Regions from separate parts of the Gossypium hirsutum genome. Here region 2 is linked to region 1. The links are chromatin contacts, called in public Hi-C maps. All regions are on one chromosome and are shown on one strand. Each heading gives the region's core, a stretch centred on a gene start, on an enhancer-like site or on the middle of the called end of the contact. The rest is flanking DNA. Distances are from core to core; before and after follow the strand shown. Region 1 has its middle 10 kb from the start of LOC107949896. Region 2 has its middle 12 kb from the start of LOC107949701.

The links. A called contact is a pair of places that touch in the nucleus more often than the background predicts.
Region 2: a Hi-C map of petal shows a contact between it and region 1, with 1.9 times the contacts expected there. The contact joins two enhancer-like sites. A contact is called at or near these places in 2 of 34 Hi-C or Micro-C datasets (leaf and petal).

Annotation. Positions count from the first base shown.
Region 1 is chrD03:41,590,104-41,594,626 of Gossypium_hirsutum_v2.1, reverse strand. No RefSeq gene overlaps it. Among protein-coding and RNA genes, the nearest start is that of LOC107949896, 10 kb to the left of the region's middle. Within about 2 kb of position 1,311, at least 4 of the 9 cell types and tissues checked have an H3K27ac peak or open chromatin away from gene starts, as enhancers often do.
Region 2 is chrD03:41,752,279-41,757,266 of Gossypium_hirsutum_v2.1, reverse strand. It overlaps the pseudogene LOC107949703. Among protein-coding and RNA genes, the nearest start is that of LOC107949701, 12 kb to the left of the region's middle. Within about 2 kb of position 1,661, at least 6 of the 9 cell types and tissues checked have an H3K27ac peak or open chromatin away from gene starts, as enhancers often do.

The DNA of each region.
Region 1 (4,523 bases), core at 62-2,561:
AAATTTTTTTTTAAAAAAGAACGGATTCAAGTTAATGACAAACAAGGTAAACAAGTTAAGGAAAAGGAAACAAATTCAACTTATTGAAAGTGAGATGAAATTCTTAGGGGTTGAATTTAAATTTACATATTTCATACATCTAAAATTTATGTAATTATTCGTGTAATAGATGTTAGACAATTGTGTGTGTTTAAGCTCTTAGAACTTCCACTCTGTTCATGATAATATTTAAATATAAATATGTAATTAACAAGTGTTGAGTATACTAATAAGATATATTACAATTTAAAAAGAGAATAAGATATATTACAATTTAAAAAGAGAATATGTGTTCAAAGTTTAGAGATAATTTTATTGAGAGGGGCAGTCACGAACCCCAAATGTAAACTGTAAAATAAACATTGAAGAGACCAAAAAATAAAAATAAATTTGACTTGCATCATGATATATAATCTATTTCATCTATCTTATATTATATTTAAATTGTTAACTGTTTTAATGTCATCTATCAATCGGGTCCAATTCAATTATCAATTAACAAAAACCCTTTATTTTATGAAATAATAAACATTATTATGAGAGTAAATTTATCATTTTAAATCATGTGAAATCTAGAAAGATACAAATTTGAACACAAAACATTCATTTTCAATATTTTAACTTCACCAATTCAATCAAAACCTTTTAGTTATATATGAATTTTTAATAAAAATATTTGTTAAATAAAATGCATCATGATATATAATTTTAATTAAAAATTAGAGATATCTTCAAAAGGGTTCATGCAAATTTTAGCCCTTGAACTTGATAACTAGATCTACTTTGATACTTGTATTTTTTTGTCCACTTTGATACTTGAACTTAGGTCTATTTTGATTCCTGATTTTGGAATGATGTAAAAGTTTGATGATGTGGCACTTTGATATTGTGTCATTGTTAGAGTTGTGTGACCCGAATCCCGTTTGATCTGGCTAGAAAAGTTCAAGATGCAACTCACTTGTTAAAGAAATCAAATAGAGAGGCAAAATTGGGGATCTGTGGATGCGAAGGTCTGAGGGTTAAAAATTTATGGGCCTTGCCGCACAAGTTGAATCTATATAGGACTATATTTCTTTTATTATACATTGATTAAAAAAGGATTTTTTTAGTTAATTACAATAACAAGACAAAACTCAAGCAACAAACACAACTAGCACGACTTGAATCTAGGCCACACTTGGGGCGATAAACACCATTGATCATCAGGCCATCACATGGGGTTAAAAAGAAAAAAGAGTTGTTTAACCCTTAAAAACAGAGCATAGCCAAAAGCTTCTTGTATTGTTGTTTTTCAGCTTCAATGAATTTATCTTCCCCTACCCATGGTTTTTCCTGATAAGGGTTTTTCACGTAAAATCTACGTATTCTTATTTTTTTTCTTATTACTTTGCAATCATTCCTACTGTCATTATTGATGTATAGTATAACAACTATATCATTAGATTAACTATTTTACAGATAATGACGTGACATAATATCATAATATCACATTATCAAAATTTTATATTTTTCTAAATACAAAAATTAAAATAAACCTAATCGTTGAGCTGAAATACAAAAGTGGAGCGCATAACAAAATAGACTTAATTATATTAACCCTAATCAAAATAATTGTTTTATACCGTGTTTCTTAGGGAATGAAAACGGTGGGCGAGGTTGTTCCTTAAATCTTTTATCTTTATTCGGGATGACCCAACTAGAATAAAAATCACAACGCTGCTTGGCTCAAGATTTGCCAATTGTCCCCTTGGCAGCTCAGCCCTCCACATTCAGTTATCATTTTCTACCAACAACTCGAGTAGCTCCCTTTTCTCTTTTTTCTCCACCACCAATCCGAAGCCGTACGATTCAAAATCATCGAATGATCTTTACTTTTGGATTCGTGGGCCCCTCTAATCTATACGGCTAGGATTCTTCCATCTGTAGTGATCAAGTTTAAGCAATGGGGTCCAACATGAACCCAATTTGACTTTGCTGAATTACTGAACAAGTAATCTCTCTGCCTCCTTTTTTTTTAAAACCCTCGACAACTGTTGTAACGTGCAATAAATCTAGTGGCTCATTACGATCAGCTTGGTCTTAGTACGTAGGAATCTCCCTTTTTCTCTTTCCTGTTTGGATGGCTCATTAATTTTCACACACATCAACAGAGCTGTTGTGAAACTTACGACCCAATAATGTCGACCAAAAAGGTGGGCAACTAAGGCTAAATAAGAGGCTTTGAAGTCTAATCACATTGTTAAATCCCACATTACCAAGAAAAGAAAAACAATGTAAAAGAGCACAAACATCTTTTTGTCGTACCAAATTTGTCTACTGGGTTTAATTAATATTTTATTTAACTAAAATTTTAGTTTTAAATATACCGTAGATTTTTTATATTATTAGTTGATATATTATTTAATTATTTAACATGTATTATGTCTCACCTCCATCCCTTTAAGTATATTGTTGGGTTCAATTTTCGCTCATGAAAATAGAGTACATATTTTATGACTAGCCATTTACTTCTTCGAAAGTCACTTGTAATGAAGGGATTAGTCACTATTATTGATGATGGAAACCTTGGTTACGACCAAAAAAATATACATCTATATCTATATTTTTAATAAAAAGACTTTGTTGGTGTCATGAGTTAACTTGACACAGTCTCAACTAAGAAAATGTAAAAAAGAAAAATTCCAGAACAAACAATTTCTTTATTAAAAAAAGATATCAAATTAAAAGAAACTTCTTATCTTTTACTTTAAGTATTCATGTTATTAATATTAATATATCTACTTCTACTCTTATTTTTGTTTTTGTATAGAGGTTACAAAGAAGTAGAACCTAACTAAAGGGGATGTGGACCCACAAGTAGTAAATGGAGCAATAGTTAATGCATTAGTTGTTGGGAGTCGCATTTTGTGTCCTCAATAACCAAAAAACATTATTTTCATTTCTTTTTCAACCAAAACAGGTTTTGAGATTATTATTAAGAATAAATGTTGTTCTTTTTATATAAATGAAATTTTCTATGGTTGTGCACAATTGGTTAATAGCTTCTATATCTTTGATAAAGATATGTTTATTTATAACATAAATACTAAAAAATTAAAAGCAAATAGTTCAATTCAAACTTATTTTTGACATTGTCGTTAGGACACATAAGTGAGAAACACATCTCCAAGCTTCATAAAGATGAATTCTTGGATCACTTGCTTTTGAACAATATGAACCATGTGGATTTTGCTTGTCAACCAAAATAGCTAAAGCTTCTTTAACTAGTAAAAGTAAGCAAGCTAATAATTAATTAGGCCTTATATATAATGATGTATTTAATCTAATGAATACATAGGCTAGAGGAGGTTTTCAATACTTCATAAAATTTGTTGATGATTACAATAAATATGTATATTTTTATCTAATGTGCCATAAATTTGAGGCCATTGAAAAGTTGAAAGGGTTTAAAAATGAATTACAAACCAACTAGGTAAAAGTGTCAAGGTATTATGATCAATCGAGATGAAGAGTATTTAACCATAGAGTTTGATGACCTTTTGAAGGAATATGAGATTTTGTAATACCGGACATCGTTATCTAAACCAAAACTAAGGAAATTAAGTTTAAATTGAGAAGATTAGCAAACTATTAGGCCCCACCAGGTAAATTAGAAATTTTAGTGGTCGAAATTTGAATAGTTGTATCTCAACCTTGGTTCGGTTAGGATATAAGCAGCTGGTTCCAAAGCGGGAGACATAATAATTAGGATTGAGTGACGATAATGGTCTTTAGAGACTGTGTCGATGGAGTATATATAGGTGTGTACGGGAACGGAATTTCTCTCAATTCTGCTTCCTAAACATTTCTCTAAGTATTGTCTTTTTCAGTCGCCTTGAAGAAGAAAATGATGTAGTCGAAGAACATTCTGCATGTTGCAACCATTGTGCGAATTTGAGTCTAGAAGTGAAAAGATTGGGAACATGTAAGTTTTCTTATCCCTCCGAACTTGTGGATTGAAGAAAAAACGTAGAGTAAGAAAACTCTAAGTTTCTGGATAATTATGGAATCTGGGTCTTAAGGGCTGAACATATTTAGTTTAATCAATGCATGGTTGTCATACTTAGCTGTCAGGATGAATGAGGCTCTGGCATTAGGAAAAGCTAATATAAGGAGGCAAGAAAATACTGTGAGTTTCTACACTCCAACCTTGAATTTCTAAGTATGTCGAAAGTTTGCATGGGTCTAAAAGTATCTGCCATTTTAGTTTAATAGGCATGATCCATAATGCTTCATTTATGCAATGCATGTATTGCATATGAAATACGAGAAGGGGTCTGCACCGGGATTAGACGAAGTTAGGAAGGGAAAAATGGATGATTCTACTAGATACTGCCATACAGTGTTGCTGTGTCCACTCGTGATGAGCGAAGCTTCGCGCTTTATGGATGGGACACTATAATGTTCGAGCATTAATGTATAGGATGAAAAATAAAGAGATGGAT
Region 2 (4,988 bases), core at 412-2,911, 160 kb before region 1:
TTAAAAAAATAAGTATTGAATAATTAAAAAAACAAGTTACTGAAAAATCGATAAACAGAAGCATTTTTCTACCGGAAATGAAGGAAGGAATGAATGAGGCGATAGAGAGGAGAGCATGGAAAATGTCTTACGGAAATTGAAAGGGTAAGACATTTTCCCTAAAATGTAACCCATTTTCTCTTGTTTTGGAGTTTATTTTCCAAATGGAAAATGTTTTCCGCCAATCAAACGCTGGAAAAGTTAGAAATGATTTTCCAGAAAATCAATTCCGTCAATCAAACAGACCTTAAATGTGCAATATAGTCATATGATATTTTATATTATTAGTTTCTAGTCACGAAGCAGCAGATAACAAAGAAGCAACTATCGAAACACCAAATGCAGACGTAAAAGGCCTTTACCTATTTCACTGGAATAAAGTTTTAAACTGTTGTAGTATGGTTGACACAGGTCCACAATAATAAACGAAGTTAGGATATGGAAATGATGAATAACTAAAATCAGAAATATAGCATGCAATAAAACACGGTAAAAGATGACTTTGTGCGTTGACCTTGAATCCATCATTAACACCCCTACTCACAAGACATGCAATAACAAAGTAATTTCTATCAACAATACTAACAGAGATAGTAAGAAATCAAACTCCTCAAAGAGTAAAGTGAATTAAATCCCACAAAGCAGTTATTTACAACAATCACAAGCATATAGCACTTTGGGAATTCATCTAGGAAGCCTACCTGTCTAAGTGAATTGCCAGGGTAGGGACACACATTATAGGCTCTTCAATTCTAACTAGCCGATGTGAATAGGAAACAGAACCACCCTTCTCCTCTCTTATCATCACCCTTCCTGCAACTGTCTAGTCGCGATCAAACCATGTATGCAACAAACCACCTCAATACATTTGCACACCAACCTCCAGATAACCGGCTTTTTTTACCTAATCATTCCCACAAGTCATTTTTTCTTCAATCATAAATTATTGGGTAAACATTTTTTTACCTCGGAAACAGGCTTCAATTTTAGACAAGGGCTATCAGTATGCGCACTGACTATATGGAATCCATTTCCAGCAACATATCTAAGCATACAAAATATTAGTGGATAAACTAACTAAAACATCATCTAATCACAATAAAGACATAAACTTTCAATCTTTTTATATAGTAATTGACAACAACAAAAACCCCCAATCCCTAGTCAGACCACAGTTCTTCTCAAGTCCATATTAGCAAAAATAAAAGAGAGTAAATTTACTTCCATTTTTACCTGAAATTTTCTTGCCAAACAAATAAAACTACAAAAATAAACAAACAAGTCCTAATATTTGTTTCTTAAGAAAGCAAAAAACCATACTTTTTACCAATAGCAAAAGCAACAATGGTTGAATGATTCCTGGTCAAGAAGTATCTTTTCCCGGCTTCTAATTTCCAATCCTCTCTCTCTACTACTTGTTCATACCCAACCTTTTGCAAACGTGTCTTGGCGTCATCTGTGAATAAATAAATAAATAAAAACACAGCAAAAAGATTCAATAAAACCCAAGTGAAAAATGAATACACAAAGAATATAATTGTAAATTACTTAGATTGAACGGACTTGAATAAGTTAAACTTCCACCAAACAGAAAATGGAGAAGAAAAGGATTACCAACTGCGTGGAAAGCAGTAGGAGAAGCGTTTAAGAAGCCGATGAAATCAGACACAACGGAGCTCACTTCAGTGTCTGCCATGCCTCTTCGTCCCTTCTATTCGATCTTAAACTTAGCTTTAGATTTTGGATTCCATCCATCAAAATTTTCTAATTCCCAGATATCCACTATTTGGGCCAAGACCCAAATTCAAATATGGAACTGATATCACTTAAAACTTAAGGCTATATTTAGACAACACCTAATTACTAAATTATACTTTTAAAATTACAAATAATTGTAATTTTCCAGACGTATTTAATTATATCGTAATTTAATCATATTTGGTAGTACAAATTATAATTACAAGTACATAATTTATAATTTTAAAATTATTAATTATTATAAAAAATATTAGTATAATAAAAATGATTTCTAAACAAGTACCAAAAATTAAAATCAAATCATCATATCTATTATGTTAGTCTAAAAAAGTAGTTGATAATACGAGGTACTGGGTTATCCCCTTTTTTTTTAAATATTTAACATATACTCCTTATTGTCATCTATTGGTCCTTAACAGAGTTTATCATCATTTGAATTTGAATTGCATCATTAAAATTATTAAAATTTCCTTCTCCTATGTACTCTGAAGTATGGATCAACTCAATTCTACTTATAATTTTAAGCTATCAAATATGCAACTTGCTAATACGATTCAACTTTATTATGCTATACTAAGGTTATGTTAATATAAGAAATATTATTTTAGAACAACAAATGTCTACTCAACCACATTTCAAAACTTAAATATCTCAAATTAAAGAGTTCGAAAGTTGTCTATGGTGCTTGTGTTTGACACTATTCTCTCAAATGGTATCATACTTCACGATAGCATCGACCTTATAATTTTTGAGTTCAAAATCTAAATAATCTGTAGCTTTAATTATAAAAAACTTATATAAACTTAATTTGGAGAAGATTTATCCTAGGTTATATCATTTTTTTATAATAAGTAAATATATAAAATTTAAAATATATAATCTTTATAAGAAAATGTTTGATGAATTATCAAAAACTTTTATAACAATTCTTCTAAATAATATAATTATGTTTATCATAACTTCATAAAGTTATTTTTTATAAATAATTTATGATAAAAAACTATAATATTTTTTTATACATAAGCATATTATTTTTATAATATATAGAATGGATATATAAATAAGTTATGTCTAAATTTCACCATAAATTTTTATAAATAAATATATTATAACATTTTTATAATAAATAACATTTTTTTACCATAATTTTAGAATTTTTTGGGATTTAAATAATTTTTTTGTTATAACTTTATAAAATATACAAATTATTTTTATAATATAACTTTTTAGAATTTATAATATAAGAAATTTTTTGTCATAATCATCCCTAACACCCATATATTTTTATACTTATAATATAATTTTTATAACTTTTATAATAATTTTTAAAAATTGAATTTGGGTATAATTACCTGCATAATTACTTCAATTCTCACACCTTATGAATTGGAAAGTGTTATTGAGGTGCTTCAATTACACTCAATTCAATGGGATCCACCAATTACAATAGTTACTTAAACATGTCATCCTTGAGTAATTGCTTGCACCTAAATTCAATTACTATGTGACTTTCTAAAAACTACCTTAATTTTTTTATAATTATAAATTTAACCCTTAATAATTTATCTCTTTTACATGAAAAAGTTGATTGGATCGTGAAAATTTTAATGGAACTAATATGACAACTTGTGTGGTTGTGTACTTCATAAAATCTCAAAAAGTAATTAAAGATTCAATAAATTTAAAAAATGTTCATAAAAAAATAAAAATGATCTATGTCAGCAATAAAGTATACTTAGACTGCCACGTAAATTGTCATGTTAGTGCTAATAAAATTTTAGTAACAAAATGGTTTGACTAAAGCTTAAAGGTTGAGGGCTAAAATAATTAAAAAAAAAATTAAAGCCGAAGTGACAAATTTGTAAACATTAAAGGCTAAATTGATTTTTTTTCCTTTTTTCTTTCACTAAATTAATACTTGACTCACCTCTAAGTCTGAAAAGGAATACCTGAATGAAGAGATGGTTGGGAGCCCGATAGAATTCGAGCTCGAGAAAGTCCAACTCTGTAAGAATTCAAGTCCAAAATCAATCTAGCCTGAGTTTGAGATAAATCCAACCTAAAACCCGAAAAAGAATAAATTTATAGTTGAACATCTATAATAGATATTAATAATTAATATAATGTAATGTCTCAAATTTTTAGATTTTTGAATGTGTTTGGTTGTCAGATAAGTTGACTTAGTTTGGTGGTTAGGTGCCTTCGGCGTTCGCGTTTGGGGCGAATTGTGGATTCTATTTCTTTTGTGTGGGGTTTGTTGAGAGTTAGAGTTTTGTTTAAATTTTAAAAGTTTCAGCATTTGGGGTTTTGGATGGGGATTAAGATAATATTAGATTTAATTAGATTTTAATTAAATCAAATATCTCTTATTTTGTTTTAATCTTGGTAACCACCCAAAATCCTTCTTTTGGGGTTTCACATTCCTTGCTTTTTGGTTGCCATTTTGCCACTTAAAATTTTATTCTTTTGGTTCAGTTTTGGTTTGCCTACATACACTTTCATCTTGTTTTCTTGTTGCCATTACTCATTCCTTTTGTACTTTTGATTTCGGTTTCGACACTGAAGATAAATTGGTGTAAGTTGTTGGGTATTCTTTTGGTATTGTTCATTTCTACTCATCTTTGTTTGGTAGTTTAACGATTAGTTTCGTTATGTAGAAATATTTATTTTTAATACTAAGTGCGATTGGTTTGTTCTTTCTAGGCAGAGTAGTGAATCAAGATCCTCCGGTAGTGTAAGCATCAACTTTGATCGTTGTGCGTGAAGAGTAAGTGTTTTTATTTGTTAAAATCTAAACTTTCTCATTTAAAAAAAAATCAAAACTTGTCCCATAATCAAGCCTTTTTAAAAAAAAGAAACATTTATTTTAGAAAGGGGAGGGAAAAAACGAGATTTTTGGGGGCTCGTAGGGACGGAGGACCAACGGTCCGGTGACGTCCCCTTCATCAGAACCCAAAATCGAATCCCTCATGACATGTTTATGGGTAAAAAAAATAGAAGAAAAGAAAAAAAAAAAGAAATAGAATGCTTGTAGTTGTGTTTTTTTTTTACTTATTTTTTTAAGAACAAAAACAATGAAAACCCTCCTCCTTTTTTTTCTATTCTTTTCATGTTTATATAATATTTTTTTAATCTTGCTTATTTGTAAAAAATGATAATAATAGTATTTAATAATAGTAATAGTAGTGATG